Linked DNA regions of Mus musculus: region 2 is linked to region 1. The links are chromatin contacts, called in public Hi-C maps. All regions are on one chromosome and are shown on one strand. The core of a region is the stretch at or near the end of the contact, and the rest is flanking DNA. Distances in the headings are between cores, read along the strand shown. Region 1 has its middle 5.8 kb from the start of Ffar4. Region 2 overlaps Pde6c (phosphodiesterase 6C, cGMP specific, cone, alpha prime).

Region 1 (3,743 bases), core at 203-2,702:
GGAGAGTGTGGTACCTGGGGATGTAGCCCAGGTGGTAGAGTAGTTAGCCTGGCATGCAGGACACCCTGGGTACATAAACCTATATAGATATGTACCTCACGTCTATGTTCTCGGCATTTTGAGAGGTGGAGGCACAAGGGTCAGAAGATAAGGGTCATACAAGATGACTTAGTGAGGTCAAGGCCAGCCTGGGCTGTTTATGAGACCCAGTCTCAAAACACAAAAACAGAAGTAAACTCCCCTAATGGAGGAGGCAGGAGGAATATACCTTGGAGTGCAAGACCAGGGCCTGGGATCCTATCCTAAGAAGAAGGAGTATCAGAGGCAGAAGAGAAAGAGAAAATTTTTCAGAGGGCAGGCCACTCTACCTTCTGCTCCATGATAGATCCTGACTTTGCAAGGAGAAAGATGGGCACACTGCAGAGATGGAAGCTCCCAGGTGAAGAAAAGCACACACAGTGATGCTCCTGTGTGCCTCAGGCCTGTGCGTTTATACCTAACACCAAAGCAGTGGCTCTCCACCCGTGGGCTGCAACCCCTTTGGGGCTTGTCACATATCAGATATCCCGCATATCTGACTCATAACAGTAATAAAATTACAGTTAAGGAGTAGCAAGGAGATAATTTTATGATTGTGGGTCGCCACAACCTGAGGAACTGTCCCAAAGGGTGGCAGCACTAGGAAGGAAAGATATCCAGGTAGAAACTGAAACATGAAAAGGCTCAACTCAAAGTGATGAGCTACCTCTTTCTGAATTATTCACAGGTGAGAGGCCAGGGCAGGGGCACAGTGGCTGCTCTAAGCAAGCTCCAGGGGCAGCTAGCATACCAGCCCCTTTCCATAAGTTAGATACAGAGCCTGCTCTGAGAAGACCCGTTGGGAGGAGGCGCTGCTGCTTCAGCGTTGACACAGCCAAGGCTCCGGGTTGGCAGGCAGGGCTTACACCTGTACAAGCATAATCCTAGGTTGCTGTTTTCTGCAAGGTACAGTTCATACCCTGGATAGAGGTGGCTCGGCCTTCTCGCCGATGGGTTTTGTTCAAGCTCTCAAAATCTCAGTTCCATTCCGAGTCACACCTGTGTGTGTGTCCCACCAGGCTGACTTCACCCACCTGGGTATTTCTCCAGATTCATTGTTGTGGCCATCTTACTGAGGAGGAGGAGAAGAAATGAGAGCAAGGACCAAACCTTTAACAACCATGAGGACTAAGATGGGCCCTCACTGGATAGCTCTGCCTGACCCTTGTCACGGAGTCCTGGTGTGACTCAGCATCCCTGCCCGGGATATAAAGGGTTAGGACCAATCCAAAGAGGTTGTTGTTACTCTCAGGAGGCCCAAAAAGTCAATAAGGGGCAGCAGGGGAGGGGGGAGGCAGCCTCCACTGCTGAGGTGACTTTAGGGAGAGGGATTGGTGAGGAACAGGGCAGAAAGGCAAATAAAACAGTAACCATAGTAACAAGAATAGCATGCATGGCAATCACTCAGGTGTAATGACCCTGTGCCTGGCAGTCCTAAGCACTGCCCTATGTTAATTCATTCAGTGGTCACTAAAGTCTGAGAGTATGGTGCTTATAAACCACAGCTGCTCACTGAGAAAGGGAAGTGGACAGCCAAGCCCCACCCTGAACGAAGAAGCGATTTGCAACTGAGGCCTGCTGGAAATCTCTCATCCACATCTGAGTGTCACTGGGTATATAAGCCATACTATAGGGCAGGCCCAATGCCTAGGAGTAGTTGATAAAAATACAAGAAAGTCTGTGGGGTTTTTGTTTGGGTTTTTTTTTTTTTTAGTGCTTTTTGTTTAGTTTTAGTTTAATTTAGCATTTTTGTCATATTGGGTGTTGTTTATCGTTTGATTGTTAGGTGTTGGTTTTGCTTTGGTTTTGAGAAAGAGCATTAAGTTGGGTGGGTAGGATCTGGGAGGAGCTGGAGGAAGGAGAAGAATATAATATGATCAAGCTATATTGTATAAAAATTTTTAAATCTTCTTTTTTAAAATTAAAACAATAAGCAGAGCTACTGAAAGGAAAGGCTTGTTCTGAGACATGGCCACAGCAAGCTATTGCAAACTATGCCTTTCATGAAATGTGTGCATCATTACAGAGATAAAATTATTAACCATACAGGTTAAGGGAACTGGGCCTTTGAACAAGCGTGGGTGCATTGGAGGCATACATGGTCTATGAGACATGTGTGTGCAGGTGTCTCTGTCATGCTCCACCCAATTCCTTTCAGAGTCTCTCTGAACCAGGTTGCAAGCTGGCATCAGCCCCAGCAGTCCTCCTGTCTGTGCCCCACAGTGCTGAGGTTACAGGTACAGGCAACTGCACCTGAATTTTACATGGGTACCTGGGATTTGAACTCAGATCTTCGTGTTTACATAGCAGCTATTCTTACCCACTAAGCTATCTCTTCAGGCTATTTGTTTTGTAAGACTTCACTGTTCCTCCCTGGCTGGGCTTGAATGTATTATCCTCCTGTCTCAGTGTCTATCCTCCGCATACAGTGCTGGCATGACAAGCATTAGCTATGAGTAAACCATACCTAGGTTGCAATAGAAATACTGAAATTAAAAATCTGTAGTTGGGGAAAACAAAGTCTCTCACTTGTCCTCAAGCTCACCTCCGAGGGCAGGGACCACTCTGTGGCTACTTAGGACCACTGTGAAAGGAGTTCACGGGAAAAAAACTGAATTTGCCCGTCAACAATACCAAGATGGCTGGCCAGGAGGACAGATTCGGCTGCCATTGGACAGCCATGATGACTCCTGTCAGCGAAGTCCTGGGGTGGCTGATCTATCTCCACCTCATCTGGGGATAGGACCAATCTAAGGAGCCTTCAGATAATCAACATTGGACTGAATAAAACCTTGTAAGACGTCTCCGTTTCCAGCTAGGCCCAAGCACTTGGCTCTCAGAAATGGAGGCAACAAATACTTATTACTGGCTTAAGATCTCCGATTTGGGAAGTAATTTGTCTCACAGAAAGAACTGGTTCGTGCGAGCTGGTGGTTTTTACCGTTTGCCCTTTGCAGATGTGGAACTGAGGATTTGGGGGATAGCCTAAAGTCTTGGGGAGTATTTGAACAGAGGCAGCCTGGTTCCAAGGTCATATCAAGACTCAGAACTGTAAGACAGCAGCTTCTTTGGGGGAAAAAAGGCTTGGCTATTCCTGTAGCTGGGTGACTGCTGGGTGGCTCTCCAGTTCCCCTTGCCTGACCTGGGCTCTTCCTTTCCCAACTAGGATCTCCCAGGAGTCTCTCCAGTGTACCTACCCCTCTCCAGTTGGGATTGGCCAGAAATAATCAACTGCAATCGCTCATCACCAAAAATCCAGATCAACAGAAAACCTAACTGCCTTCCGTTTCTCTTGGTGAGGGTCTGCCTGTCCCAGTGCACGAGCCTCCATTACCTTGATCCTTCTGCTGAAAGATGCAAATCCCCAATACCAAGTTTTTAAACTCAGAAAGGGCAGTCCCTTTCCACTTAAAGGGCAACTTTTCTCTGTGGGCGTCTCTTGGCTAAGAGCCACATGGCTCACCTAGTGGGAAAGAGGTTCGTCTGGACACACGAGGCTTAAGCACGTACTGCATGTCCCCAGTGCCAGGACCATAGAGATGACAGGTGAGTGACGCCAGAGAGAGCCTGAAAGAGCCACTGGACCTGTGCATGTCCCAAGGCGACTGTGGGCCAAAGTCTTGCATTTGATTCCTCGTGCATTACCCCACCTTTGGCTTTTTTAC
Region 2 (3,649 bases), core at 981-3,480, 84 kb before region 1:
GGAAAAGATACAGCTGTGCAACGATTTTTCCACAGAGAATGATCTTAAATGCTTGCCTTTCATATTCTATGCTCCCACTCTGTCTCAGGCTGTCTGCCGAGCAGGGGCCAAGAGCCAGGATAGAGAGCAGGCAATTCTGACTCTCCCTGGCATAGAAAGGGCTGGAAGCAGAAAAAGCACAAACCACAGAGTGGGGGAGAACCCACAAACATTTGAGTACAGTAAAAACCAAAGGTTCAAACAAGAAAAAAGCAAAAGAGACACAGAGGCCGCGAGCTGTACCAGCGTAGCACACAGGCCCAACAGAAACACAGAAGCCGATATTCACGGATGGCTGATCTCATTGGCAATTAGGAAAATACAGATCTAAGCAAGAGGGTGTCACCTCATGCTCAATAGGTTAGCAAATGGAAATCCAAATGTGCCCCTCAGAGAATCTTGGCATACTGCTGGTAGGGTGTCAGTGGTGGAGCCTGACATATACAGGATATACAGCATATACAACACACATGCACACACCGCATACGCCCACTCCCAGGTATAGGAACTCACATATCGAGTGCACAAGGATCTGCAACGTAGCATCATGGGCAATCATGGAAATAAGATAGAATCTGAATTTATATATGTGGAGAAGTGGAAGGGAATTATCTAACAGTTGAGCACTGTACAACTGAAGCAAGTGACTTGAAACTCTATTATTATTATTATTATTATTTATTCATCTGTCTATGTGTGTGTGTGTGTGTAAGGATGGAAGGCAGGTGAGTGCACTTCTGTGTGTAAAAGCCAAGCTGGACATTAGATGTCTTTGCTTGATGGGTCACTACCCAGCCACCTTCTCTACCATCCCCTCTGCATGCTAGAGTTACCAGAGCTTCCTGACACACTCAGCTTTGTGTATGGATGCTAGGGAATCCAAACTCAGAACTTCATGCTTATATGGCATTTACTGAGCCTCTGGCCAGCCCTTTTATTAGCTCTTAATTGCATCGTTGTTTGGTTGCATCAGGGTCATATCTTGAATCTGACGCATTAGTGAAGGCCTTATAATCAATCCAGTTGTAGTGCCTCAACAGGAATATTTTAAACCACCTAGAAGACTCATCAACAAAGGCAAATCCTTACACAACGCTATGTGGGAAAAGCAAGTTGCAGAAATATATTTGCAAACACCCTGGTGTCATATGTGGGGAAAAAAATCGCACACACTCAACAGGACCGCAGAGGGACAGGATCAGAAAGGGTGAAACGTGTTGGTATCAGAGTCTCTCTTTGGAAGGTAAGAGAACTTTTCATGATGAAACGGGGATGGAGCGCCCAACTGCATCATGACTTTCATTTCTATCCTTAAAAATGAAACTCCCAAGCACATGAGACACGATGGGTTACACATGGGATAACACGATGGGTTATCACAGGGATGTGAGCCCTGGGTATCTGGAAACCATGCTATTCTAAGCACTTGTCACAGCTGAACTGTTCAATAGTTAGATTTTTAAAGGAGGATTCGCAAGGTAATTTTTGACTGTGCAAAAACATCACCTTTTATCTGGATCCGATAAATATACCACCTCTTTCTAATCAATATTCCCCCATGAAACCTTATATTTTATTGAGAAGAAACTGTGCATACACTTGGCACATCTGGTCTCCTTGGCCCTCTGCTGTGTAAAGCTCAAGTTTTGTGAATTTAGTTTTTGTGTTAGAATCATCAAGATTGTTCAGCCCAAAACTCTCACAATCAAATTTCTGAGCCTGAAATACCATATACCAGATTCTGGCACGGATTCTACCACTAAACAAATCCAATTAAACACTAGATTCTGAACCACTGTGAGTCACCAGGACGCAAAGCCTCCTGTGCAGTTTTGTGACATTATTTAAGCAGTGTGCTCTGTTTCCTTCTGTTTGAGCTCCTTTAGGTCATAGGTTATTTCACAGGAGAGGCTCGTGTTTTCAAAACTACATCTCCAAAATAGAGTAAGTTCACTGTCAGTCAACTATCTTGAGAAAAACTGGCATTCTAAAAAGAAAACAGATTTGTGAGCCTGTTCTAAAACATTTTATCTATGTGTGTGAATGACTACGGAGGCCAGATGGGGACATCATATCCCTCAAGCTGAAGTTACAGGACAGGCCACTGTGAGCCACCCAGCGTGGGTCCTAGTATCCAACCCTAGCCCTTTGCAAGAACATCAAATGCTCTTAAGTAATGAGCCATCTCTCCATGTCTTTTGACGTCAGTGCAGTTCATGGCAGGCAGGACACAGGGCCCAAGGACATCCTGACACCCAGTCTCGTACTTACTTGAAATAGAGTGCCAGGTCAGTTGCTATTATTGCAACCTCGAACAAATGGATCACCGTTTCAAACTGCCGCTTGTTTAGATTCTGGAAGATGTTTAAACTCTGTAAGATGAACAATCCACAATAAATTTAGCCACCAATTGGCTTTTGGTTCAACAAACAAACAAACAACAAACAAAACACACTTAATGAGATAATAGCCTGCCTTTCTACTTTTTTTGATGTCTGTTTTTTAAATAATTTCTTTATTTTTATTTTTATTTTTATGCGCATTAGTGTTTTGTGTGTACGTATGTCTGTGTAAAGGTGTTGGATGCCCTGGATCTAGAGTTACAGACAACTGTGAGCTACCATGTAGGTGCTGGGAATTGAAAGAGCAGCCAGTGCTTTTAACTGCTGAGCCATCTCTCCAGACTCTGACATCTGGTTCTTTGTTTTGTTGTTGTTATTTTTAATCTCATGATTTAAGTAAATTTCTCTATTCTTCTTTGAATAAGGTCATTGAAAAATCTAAAACTAGACTCAGTAACTCCATATATACATCTTTAGGATAAATAATGTGTTCTCTTTCAGGACCACGTGGAAATAAAACAATAGAATAAAAACATACTTTTATTCGTTGAGGCACTGTTGTAAAGGATTTCTGGGGATGTCCAATGGTTAGGCATGTGACACTGCTGGCCAACTAATTCTAGAGAAACCATGAAACCACTCACTTCTCAGAAACTGCCACCTACACTCATACTCATGTATGCCAGGAAAAAAATAATGAACCTCTCCCATGGTCCTTATACCATTTTCTTGCAATATTTTACAAAGAATTAGTAGATTTTTTTTTCTGGGCTTCTCATTGATAATCTCTTCATATATGAATCAGTTTCACTTTCTAGATTACTAGAATATATATAAAACTCAGAGTGGCTATTAAAAGCCATGGTATTCTGGGTGGACCATTTTAGTTATGCAGGACAGAGGCCCGACGTACAACGGTGTGGCCAAGTGAAGGCTATTGTGATAAAGCATGGGACTATGCTATGCCATTGGAAAGAGAGAGGCAACAGTCTGTAGGCCTGGATGGAGAGACAGGGGGAATATGCTGCAGAAAGGAGTACCAAACTGAATTCCATACTAATGAGTATTCCAGACCAAATGAGTATTTCTTACCCCCTACCAGCTTCTAAGTGCTTCATGAATATTCTTATTCATCTTCAGAAAACCTGGTATCTGAACCAATAAAACCTGTCCACACAGTGGGTGGTCTCAGCTTTTTATCCCACACTGCCTTTCAGCAAGAAGCCCAGGGCCAGGTCCCAGCCCGAGTATTGATAGCTGTGTATCCT

The links. A called contact is a pair of places that touch in the nucleus more often than the background predicts.
Region 2: a Hi-C map of the N1E-115 cell line shows a contact between it and region 1, with 5 times the contacts expected there. A contact is called at or near these places in 6 of 39 promoter capture datasets (the 3T3-L1 cell line, 3T3-L1-derived adipocytes, the HPC-7 cell line and 2 more), 9 of 484 Hi-C or Micro-C datasets (the C2C12 cell line, the N1E-115 cell line, bone marrow-derived dendritic cells and 5 more), 5 of 130 datasets of targeted methods (a beta-TC-6 cell line, differentiating embryonic stem cells, embryonic stem cells and 1 more) and 2 of 9 other capture datasets (adipose tissue and pancreatic islet).

Annotation. Positions count from the first base shown.
Region 1 is chr19:38,089,415-38,093,157 of GRCm38.p6, reverse strand. No RefSeq gene overlaps it. Among named protein-coding and RNA genes, the nearest start is that of Ffar4, 5.8 kb to the left of the region's middle.
Region 2 is chr19:38,174,397-38,178,045 of GRCm38.p6, reverse strand. It overlaps Pde6c (phosphodiesterase 6C, cGMP specific, cone, alpha prime), which reads right to left. Exons shown (of 22, transcript NM_033614.2): 16 at 2,311-2,411. Among named protein-coding and RNA genes, the nearest start is that of Gm52398, 12 kb to the right of the region's middle.